3 separate regions of the Sus scrofa genome follow, and all the other regions are linked to region 1. Evidence: chromatin contacts called from public Hi-C data. All regions are on one chromosome and are shown on one strand. Each heading gives the region's core, a stretch centred on a gene start, on an enhancer-like site or on the middle of the called end of the contact. The rest is flanking DNA. Distances are from core to core; before and after follow the strand shown. Region 1 overlaps LOC102159961 (a long non-coding RNA gene). Region 2 overlaps LOC102159645 (a long non-coding RNA gene). Region 3 overlaps LOC102159961 (a long non-coding RNA gene).

Region 1 (3,442 bases), core at 553-3,052:
CTGACCAGATTGGTAAATTTTTGGTTTGGTTTTGAAATCCAGGACATTTTGAATTTTTATGAATAAATTCTAGTAGAGAATGCACCATCAATATTTCACATGACCTTGAATTAAAAAAAAAGCTGTGCTGTTTCCCACCATCACCATTAACATTTGGTCAAACCATCTTTTTTTGAGCCATGCATAGCATTTAGTCTCTAGGTTTCTTATAATTTAAGCAGAAGCCAAAAGACAATGTTGGGCAGATCTCAGGAATCAGGTAGGATGGATGCTATTACCATTATTGCTCCCCTTCCCTCCACTCAAAGATAGCAGAAGAGCACTTTTTGCTACTTCCATATCCTCTGTACATTTAATTTCAAACATCTCCTCCAGAATGTGCACTGCTAATCCTGCAGATTTTCCTTAGGCACTGGAGTTTCAATAATCAGGTATCATCTTGTCAGACTCTAAAAGCCTGTCTATATTTAATGCTGCAAATGACACCAAACTTCAGAATAACAGGGCTTCTCTTTACATTTCTCTTTCTAAATAAGTAACCAGGCAAGTGTTCCATGTGAAGTGGGCATGTCAGGGTCTTCGTGATTTCCTCTTGGGCAGGAAAAGCATGAAACGTGAACAGAGCAGAAGTGTGACTCGTCTGGGGTGTACCCCTGAATAGCTAGGGTGCTGAGTCTGTGTTCTCAGTATCACCTCTATGTCCTTGTGTAAATCAGGCATCCGCCTGCCTTCTTCGTGGTTGAACATATTGCAAACTCTCAGTGTTTCTTTTCCACCCCCTGGACACTGTTTTGGGATATGCTGGGGATCTGAGAGGCTCTAGCAATGGTGGAACCAATCTAGCTCTGTAACTGGGCACCATGGCAGCTCCAGGGCATTGGAGAGGGTGCTTGATGTCTTTATCTGCCCTCCTGGACCCTTTCCCCAACTTCACCTTGTTTTGTTCCTCAGGAGGATGATCTGTGTGGACTGGATCAAAGAGCTGCCTTGCTACCAACTTCCGGTTAGGTTTGGCAGTGAAGATCTGGAGCCAGGTGGAAGGGAGAGAGGAGAATAAGCCTATGCATTCCCTTGGCTCTCCCCCTGGGTGCTAGTGTCATTCTGGTAGCCTTCCTCCACTGAAAGCCTCCGCTGTCTGTCAGTTCCATGTGGCTTTGACTCTGGATTCTGCTGTTTGGGCCACACTTGGTGGCAGTGCCCTGATCTTACTAGCTCTGAGGTAACCCACCACCTCGTGTTATGTTATGGGTATCCCAGTCCAAATCTTTGTAAATAGTCCCTTAAATAAACTCTCCCAAATTAACTAACTTGGGAGTGCCATCTGTTTCTTGCTGGGACCCTCACTGACACAGTGGGCTGTTCTTGAATAAATGATGTTGATGAAAAGAGTCCTGAAGGACCATCCTGGGACCCCTGGAACCTGGCAGTAAGCACTGTAACCCACGGCCATACATAAGTGGCCCCTGGATCCTGCCAGTGGGAGGAACCTCTGGCTGAGGGTGATTTCTGTTGCTGCTGCCTGAAACTGTGTGGCTTACCAGAAAACTACCCCTCCCCACCCCCCACCCTGCCACTGGGGGGCAGTTACACCACAACTCTGGCTTTTATTTGGAGCCTGGGAGGGAGGAGGAAACAAGTCCTCTCCATTAGTGCTGCTGCACAGAGAGAAGCTTCTGAGTCAGCAAATGAGAAGTGATCTCAGGGCATTGCCCCATTTCTCCTGCCCCTCATCTCTCCCCTGCAGCTGGCCGCCCAGGTCCATTCTGGCCTCAGGCGTTAGTGTCAGCGAGGAGAGCTGCGCTGAAGTACTGGGCCTGGTGCCTCCCTCCTGCAGTCTTTTTTGGCATCCTTGTGCCCTTGCAAAGTGAAAGCCCATTGGCAAGTGAAATGTCATAGTTTCAAACAAACAAACAGGCCCTGCAGTCTGCCAAGTCGTCTGGGTGACATCACAAAGAAATCACAGTGTTGGGCACCTCTTTGGGGCCTTCTCTCTGTGGATTCAGTGATCTTTTCATGGCTGGAGGAGGACTCACTTTCTCTCTGCTTGCTAGTGGGTGTCCATCTCCAAAGCCGTGATGCCTGTGTACCAGTGACCCTGCCTGACCAAGCCTACTGAGCTCCCAGGGAGCTGGGTTACCTTCTGCCCACTGCTAATTTAGGTGAATTGGTCACTGTTTGGGAATGGATGGGTCTTCTTCCTTGCGTCCTTTCTGAGTCCCAGGTTCCCCAAGGGAAGCTTCCCTCCCCACTTGACTTTTTTTGACTCACCCGCTGGAAAAAACCCAGTGACTGCTCCAGGTTGAGGAAAGTGCTCAGGGACACGACCTCTGCCCAGGCCAGTGCAGCTGACTTTATCAAATTCGGGTAGCATAGGTGGGTGGAAGATGCCAACTAGAGTTGAGTTCCTTGGCAAAGAAATAGTAAACAGCACAACAGTCATTTCAGAGGGCAAACTGTTTGTCTCACTAATAAAGCATGGCTCTCAGTGGAAAATAACTCAGAAGAAAGTAGGGAGCAAATGGATTTAGTTGCTATGGGAACGTAGTTGGAAAAAAACATGAAATATGTAAATACTGTAATTTGGTATTTTAATGTATTTCTTTTCCATGAAGAAAATTCCCTGACAACTAAAACTAACAACTCATTCCTCTTCTATACACAACATTGATTGACAGAGGCTGGGCAAGTGGGTTTCTGAATTCCATTTTGCCCCTAGGAGGAAATATATCTTTATTCTCAGGCATAAAAATCAAACATCTAGAGCTGTGGTTCTCAACTCTGGCATGTTAGAGTCCTTGGGGAACTTGGAAAAAAAATTTGGCTGCACCTGGTCTGATTAAATCAGAGTATCTCTGGGTTGAGGGTGGGTAGGAGGAGGGCTGGGGTGAGGCCTGGTCATCATTTTTTTTAAAAAGGTGCCCATTCTTTCCTAATGGGCAGCCAATGTAGCAAACCACTGGCTTAGAATCCTGATTTGAAACAGTTGCTGAATATGAATTACTTATTTTACCATATGCCTTCACTAGGTTTCATTTCACCTGATTTTTGATAATTTGGACATTTTAATACCAATAGTACGAAGTGATTAGCAATCATTACTCTTCCATTATTAGTGTTATTATCTTCACCATAGTAGATTAGCACTTCTCTAATTATTTAGAACAAACATATGATACTATGTTGCAAATCATTATCATTTAACCATAGTAATGATAATTAATTGCTGTTATTTGAAAAATCATAAATTGATAATAATAATTTGGGAAGTTTAGATGGTGCTCTAAATGTTGATATCAATCTATATTTTAATAATTAATACCATAAATTATATATATATTATATATATACCATTAGCTATATAATAAATTGATAGATGTTACTATAGACATAATTGTTTAATTAGCAATAGTCTACATTAGAGCGGATAAGTGGCATGAGTTTT
Region 2 (3,442 bases), core at 429-2,928, 140 kb after region 1:
CACTAGATGCCAGTAGCATCCAGACATTCCTCTCCCCCTCCCATCTGGATATTATGAAACATCCCTGGGGGCTAAAATGATTCCCACTTGAGGACCTCTGGGCAAAAGTGAATATTATTTTTTTCACTTATCATTTGTCTCTATCAATGGGTTAGTATTTAAAAGCTGGTATTTAATGAGGCCCTGCTATGTGCCAGGCACTATGCTCAGAATTTTCATTTGTTTGTCCCTCAGTCAATGTTTGGGTGTCTATTCTGCTAGGAACTGAATTGACACTGTGGACTAGACAATGGAAAACTGCTGCCCCTGTGGAGCTTCCATTCTAATGGAGAGACAGGCCTGTTGAAATAGTCACACAAACATAAAATTGCAACCGTGACAAGTGACATGGAAGGGAGACCTTTGGGGAGTATAAGAGCAGTTGTCCAGTGCTCCCTGCAGGCCTGGCTTTGTGCTGAGACTGTCACACATATTAATCCTGGTGCCCCTTACAACAGCTGTTTGATGTAGGTGCTGATGTGCATGCCCATTTTGCTGACTCTTAGGTGGGCAAAAGTCACACACGTAATAGGTGGTAGAGTTTAACTTCTGAATCTGATGAGTTGTCCTCAGAGCCTGAGCTTCTACCTTCCATCCAAGATGCCTCGAGCTGACATCTGCAGAATGAATATATGACAACTGGTTAAAGAGGGGGAAGGGGAAGTGCTCCAAGGTGGAGTTAAAAGTAAATGGTTAGACCTTGAAGCAGAAAAGAGAGTAGAGGACGTAAAAAAAGGCCTGGGTGGTTGGAGTAGAGAGAGTGGTAGGGAGGGGAAAGAGAAGGTGGGTGAGGTGGCAGGATCCCACCGCTCCCAGGCCTTGCAGTCCAGGTTAAAGAGATCCAAGGGGGAGGGGGAGGGAGTGGGATGGACTGGGAGCTTGGGATTAATAATGCAGACTATTGCCTTTGGAATGGATTAGCAATGAAATCCTGCTGTGTAGCACTGGGAACTACGTCTGGTCACTTATGATGGAGCATGATAATGTGAGAAAATAGAATGTATACATTGTATGTGTAACGGGTCACCATGCTGTACAGTAGAAAAAAAAATAAAGTATTGGGAAAATAAACAAAAGAGATTCATCTTTACCCAGAGAACTGTGGGGAGCCCCCGGGAGTTTTCAGTAGGGAGGGGACACTGAGGTTTTCCCTCATGACCTATTTAACGTTTACAGCCACCCAAGGAGGAAGATGGGAGCCATTTCACCAAAGAGATGGCGGGGGGGGGGGGGGGGGGGACACGGGGAGACAAATGCTTTGAGAAGGCCACAAGATTGAAATGGGCATAGCTGGACTTTCCACTCAGGCTTGGCCATTTTCAAGCCCATTCTCCTAACCACCACAGCCCCAGCACCCTCTGTTCCAGGCTCCTTCGGCACTGAGCATACCTTCCCCAATGTCACCAGTGAGTTAGGTTGACACCCAGAAATTCTGCCCCTGTGGACTTGGATGTCTGAACACAGACAGGATTCCATGCATCTCAACAGTCATTCTTTAACTTCTCAATTTTTGAGTCTCTGTTTATTTTCTTGCGCTCCAGCTCCAATTCACCCTTTCACCGCGGCACCCCACCCCCCACCACTCAGTGCTGCCCTGGGACACTGGACACGTGACCTCCGATAAGAATCACTCCATTCAGAGGAGCTGGCAGGTGGATGTCCTCTTTGCTCAAACATGCGTGAAGGTCTCCACTCCCTAGATCTCATGGCTGTGGAGTTGGGAACTCTGGCTGGCCCTCCTCTGTTCTTTTGGAGATAGTGCGTTTCTCCCTCCAGGTAAACTTCAAACTAGTGTTCATTTAAATATTAATTTGCAATTGCGCCATCTCTTCTGTGATATTACCACAGTCTGTGGCAATTAGGCTGAGCGGGCCTCCTCGCTCTCTTGAATCGCACGTCAAGGCAGCGCGGGGACTTGCTGCCGAGTCCGATCCTTCCTTTCACGCCATCCGAAACGCTCTGCACGGCGAACCACATTGAAATGAGCCCCTTCATCTTCCGCATGGATAATTAAACTTCAAACACTGTTTATCTCAGTCCCCAAATCCTCCGAATGCAGAAGCAAATTAATTTTAAATCTATATCTGCTTTAAATAGTAATTGTTTAATCAACAGGCTTGATGTATAATTATATTCTTTGTTCGTTCTCCCGGCAGGCTTGAATAGACCACATAATTCCTGGGTTGCTTTCATTTCTGTAATTAGATCATGTGACAGACCCTCACTATATTACAGTTGACTCTAGTTACTTCTCCCCCCACCCCCTTCGAAGTTCTAAAACGGTTTCTCATGAATACTTAGATTATAACAGCTCAGCTTAACACCGAGCTGTGAGTGTTTTGCTTTAATCCTTTATTCTTCTTTCACCTAATAATTTACTCTGGAGCAAGTGATCTTACTGGTGGCTGCTACACTGGGCTGGCTGTATCCTTGCAGAATTAAGAGTTCTTGTCCTTATTTTGAACCAGTTTCCCTAAAGGAAAACCCTTTCGGACCACCACATAGAAACACACTCTCTGGACTCTTTGAAGCCACTGTTATCCTTGTAGAAGAATGTAAGGTTCAAACTGAACAACAAAAGCATATACTGGGCTTTTGTTTTTTAATCATCTGTGGCTTCATGGAGAAAGAGTAAGTCATTTTCCTTATTAGAAAGAGCAGTTTTGTCTCCAAGAATTTACTTTACTTGCTTGGCTTCATCCCATAAAAATGAGAGCTGGATATTAGATAATTAGGTCAACATTGAGATCGTTTCACTAATTGGAATTTGTTTGTCCCACACAATATGCCTGATTTTCTATGGGACTGAGCTAGAAATAGGATGGTTCAGCCAATCTGGCTCTTTCAGCTTCTTTTATCACTCATGTCCTCTGGCTCATTATCTTTCAGATTTTATTTCCCAGAGTTCTTATAATTCTTAATATTTTTCTTCTTTTTGTTATTGAGGTATGCAAAATTGAATAAGGCATCTCGAGCATGATCCAATCAATAGTGTGTAAATTGAGGGAAGTGGTTAGAAGTTGGAGAGAGGGAGAGAACATCATTTGGCTGTTGTTGTTAAAAAATGAAACAAAACAAAAAAACCACGGAGTGTCTATAGTTAAAGCTCAACTGAATAGTGCTCCTTTTCCTCCATCATATTTCAGAATTACATTCACGTTTGCACTGTCACTCCTCAGCCTTCTAAGCTTTTTTTCGTTTCTTACTTTCTTTCCTACCCATGAAATATCTGTGTTTTTTGATTACTTTCTCTTAACTAGAAAAATGTAGATTTTTCAGGCGGTGTCTCATTTTGCTGTTCTAACTCAGCTGTGCATTTTGATGAGTTTCACCATCATATCCTGCCCATATTTCTGTAACTGTCAGGGTTTTTTTTTTTTTTTTTTTGGATCATTTCACCATC
Region 3 (3,442 bases), core at 519-3,018, 130 kb before region 1:
CCCATGGGTGCCACCCTAAAAAGCCAAAAAACCCAAAGCACCAAAAGAACCCCTAAAACTTAAAAATCCCCACTCAGAGTCCAGCTCAAGCATTACCATCCTTTGTTATTGCCTGAGGTGGAAAGAAAGTTGAGACCTCTGAGCACATCAGCACCAAGGAGGTGGGGAAAGAGTTGGAAAAGAAGATTACAGGGTAGCTTTTAAGAAATGAAACTCATAACCTTCCCAGCTGTATGCATAGGCAAGGGTGTTTTCAGTTTTTAAAGTTGGTTTTGAAATTCCCACCCCTCCGCAAAGTCGCCTCCCTTCTTAGCCTGCCAGGGTAATGGAAATTCCCACTCCTTCCTTTAAGGCCCATGTGTCTCTGGAATGCAAATTGTATTTTCAAGGAGTAATAGCGCATTAATCCAATAATACTCACTAACGCTTTCAGATTAGATTATATTAGATTAGCTAGGTGTTACCTTGGAAAAGGCAGTGCTTTGCCTGAGGGAGTGAGACACAGAAGAAGCTGACTGGGAGGGAAGATCTGGAGTCTGGGGCGCAGTGTGGACTGTGGGCAGCCAAGGGCACTGGGGGGCAGGAGAGAACTGCTAGTCACCCGTGTAGCTGCTGCTGCTGCTGCCTCTCCTGCTGCTGGGGAGAGTTCCAGCGGGGCTCTCCGGCTCCTTGCAACCTTAGGTCCTACGCAGGTTATTCTGTGGAAGGCTGTGTTCCCACAGTTGCTTCTTTTGCGGTGAAATCCAGGAGGGTGCTTGGTGCTGCAGAGTTCTCAGCTGCATCACTGGTACCGCCTACCCTCCAGGCCCCTCTCCCCATTTCCAGTGTGGGAAGCTGCTCATCCTGAAAAGAAAAGAAAAGAAAACCACTGTTCTGGTTGTTGGAGTTAAGCCCAGCCAAGAGATGGCTGCTTTGGGGCATGAAGGCAGAGATAACCTAGTGACTGTTCCCCCGTCTCCAGGTGATGACTAAGTCACCTGAAGCCAATGTTACTAAGCCTTATCCTCCTATCATGGGGCATCCTGAGACCACAGAAAGATAGGACTTACTGAAGATCAAGACACAACGTTGTTTCAGTTTATTTTTTAATTTTTTTTTTGTCTTTTAGGGCTGCATATGCAGCATATGGAGGTTCCCAGGCCAGGGGTCCATTCAGAGCTGCAGCTGCTGGCCTACGCTAGAGCCACTGGAACGCGGGATCTGAGCCGTGTCTGCCACCTACACCACAGCTCAGGCTGATGCCAGATCCTTAACCCACTGATCGAGGCCAGGGATCAAACCCACGTCCTCAGGGATGCTAGTCAGGTTTGTTAACTGCTGAGCCACGACGGGAACTCCTTGTTTCAGTTTAATAGATTGTGCTGGCGGGGAATCTTAACATAAATTCCACAGAATGCTTTTAGTGACATTTTCCTGGCTCACCTATCAGATGGAATCAGAGTACATGGCCATTTCCCCGCTGGAACAGCCGAGCTCAGGCTCACCTAATTTTGATGGAAGCATCTCGATGGCGTCACACATCGTATGGGAAAGCTGGGAGGCCAAAGTTGCACACTGTAGCCCCTTCTAGGTTCTTGGGCTTTGCTGCAGGCTGGTTATAACCTCTAGGGGGTCCCCCTTCCTCCAGCTCCTGGCAGCCAGGCAGCCATCCACTTGAATCTAAAGTAAACAAATGTCCACTTGCAACACCCACTGGCAAGGTGATGCTGCCAGGTGGGGTGATGGGACTGAAGGGCAGGGGCAGGGCTGAGGTCAGGTCCAGCTGGTCTGGTTTTAGACTTCCACCCTGCCCTGTCCTGACTTGTCATGTGGAAAGGGTGTGGAAAGGAGGTCACCTCTGTGGCTAGTGCCCTCAGCCCACGTTGGATTTGCGTTTGGAGGGTGAGCTGGTGCTGTGCCTGTGGAGGGGGCCTAGTGGAGAGAGAGAGGAGAAGAGGGTATACTGGGGCCATTCAGGGGCTAAGCTGCTTGTCATGGCACTGGCTGGTTGTGTGCATGTTAAAGAATACATTAATATGGGAAGTTTCCACTGTGGCTTAGTGGTAATGAACCTGACTAGTATCCATGGGGATGTGGGTTCAATTCCTGGCCTTGCTCAGTAAGTTAATGATGTGGCGTTGCCATGAGCTGTGGTGTAGGCATGTGTAGGCACGTGGCTCTGGCTGGCATCTGCAGCTCTGATTCAACCCCTAGCCTGGGAACATCCATGTGCCACAGATGTGGCCCTAAAAAAAAAAAAAAAAAAAAGGAATACATTAATATAATATGGGTATCCACAAGTCATAAGAGAATGAGGATTAGAGAAATTGAAGACATTTTGAATGGGTCACTTATTTATTGTATTTATATCCAATGGTCCTGTGGGCACCTCTTAGAAGTAACATCCCCAGAACCAGGTTTGTATAAAGAAACCCCGTATTAGCTCTGGGTGGTCACTGACCAGTGGGTTTGGGGTTGGGGGTTCGTTCAGGTGGCCAAGGAGTTTCTTGCCAAGTCTAAGATTCTCCAAATTATCCTGGATTTGTTAGGTGAAACTTTCTAAAAGCCTTTGCAGGGAATTCTGCAAATGACATTGCTCACAGTTGCCACTTCTCCTCCTTGGGAAGGTTATCCTTTGGTCTCTGGAGTCAGTGTGGAAATGAATGTGTATGGGCTCACTTAGGTAAATCTTTTAGAGACACTGGGATCAGTTTGGCTGAAGTCTTTATGTACTCTTACTGGATGCGACCCTGACATGCTAATGAGGGTCAGGCAGAATGTTATTGCCCTGGATTCATTCTCCCTCCTGGAGGAATCGTCTTTATTTAAAGCAGGATGGTTCATAGTTTGTCAGAAGAAACATGTTAAATGTCTTGCGGAAGGAAGATGTCACCGAAATGGCTTTCCATGTGCTTCTTAGAATCAAAAGTCTCACTTATGACATAGGTTGAGTTCATGAGGATTGGCGAAAGTAGGTTTTTATTAGAAATATTTTATTATATGGAAAGAAGGGATCGTTCTAAATCTAAATGCTATTTTTGCCTATCGTGTTACTCTCCCCAGAGTCCAACTAAGCATGAAAACTTCTTTCAAATGCTTAAGAATAATGTATATGTGTATATATGTAACCTAATCCTCGTAGAATCACCATGAGATGGATTTTGTTGACTCTGTTGTTCAGATGATGCTCAGAGAAGTATTTTGTCCAAGGTGCCACAGCAAAGAAGTCGTAGAATGTTCTTTCTACTACCCCAGGCCCCTCTCATGTTGCAGTGGCTCTGACCGTTCTGCTTCCACCATCTCTGCCTTTTACCAGCATGAACATGATCCCTAAGGCAAATTCACGCTGGCTGCCATGATCCTCCAAGGCTTACGAGTTTTTCTTTTCTTTTTTTCTTTTTTTAAAATTACCTAATGATTTTATTACATTTATAGGTGTACAATAATCATCACAACCCATTTT

The links. Hi-C and Micro-C count contacts between places; a contact is called where the count stands out from the background.
Region 2: a Hi-C map of liver shows a contact between it and region 1, with 3 times the contacts expected there. The contact joins two enhancer-like sites. A contact is called at or near these places in 3 of 47 Hi-C or Micro-C datasets (liver and skeletal muscle).
Region 3: a contact with region 1 is called in a Hi-C map of liver, with 3 times the contacts expected there. The contact joins two enhancer-like sites. A contact is called at or near these places in 3 of 47 Hi-C or Micro-C datasets (embryonic fibroblasts and liver).

The regions. Positions count from the first base shown.
Region 1 is chr16:47,058,436-47,061,877 of Sscrofa11.1, reverse strand. The region is part of intron 3 of LOC102159961 (a long non-coding RNA gene); the gene reads left to right. Among named protein-coding and RNA genes, the nearest start is that of SLC30A5, 220 kb to the left of the region's middle. Within about 2 kb of position 1,802, at least 8 of the 83 cell types and tissues checked have an H3K27ac peak or open chromatin away from gene starts, as enhancers often do. A contact at or near this core is called in liver, where this site is marked.
Region 2 is chr16:46,915,722-46,919,163 of Sscrofa11.1, reverse strand. The region is part of intron 2 of LOC102159645 (a long non-coding RNA gene); the gene reads left to right. Among named protein-coding and RNA genes, the nearest start is that of SLC30A5, 370 kb to the left of the region's middle. Within about 2 kb of position 1,678, at least 10 of the 83 cell types and tissues checked have an H3K27ac peak or open chromatin away from gene starts, as enhancers often do. A contact at or near this core is called in liver, where this site is marked.
Region 3 is chr16:47,188,412-47,191,853 of Sscrofa11.1, reverse strand. All of the region lies in intron 1 of LOC102159961 (a long non-coding RNA gene), which reads left to right. Among named protein-coding and RNA genes, the nearest start is that of SLC30A5, 95 kb to the left of the region's middle. Within about 2 kb of position 1,768, at least 8 of the 83 cell types and tissues checked have an H3K27ac peak or open chromatin away from gene starts, as enhancers often do. A contact at or near this core is called in liver, where this site is marked.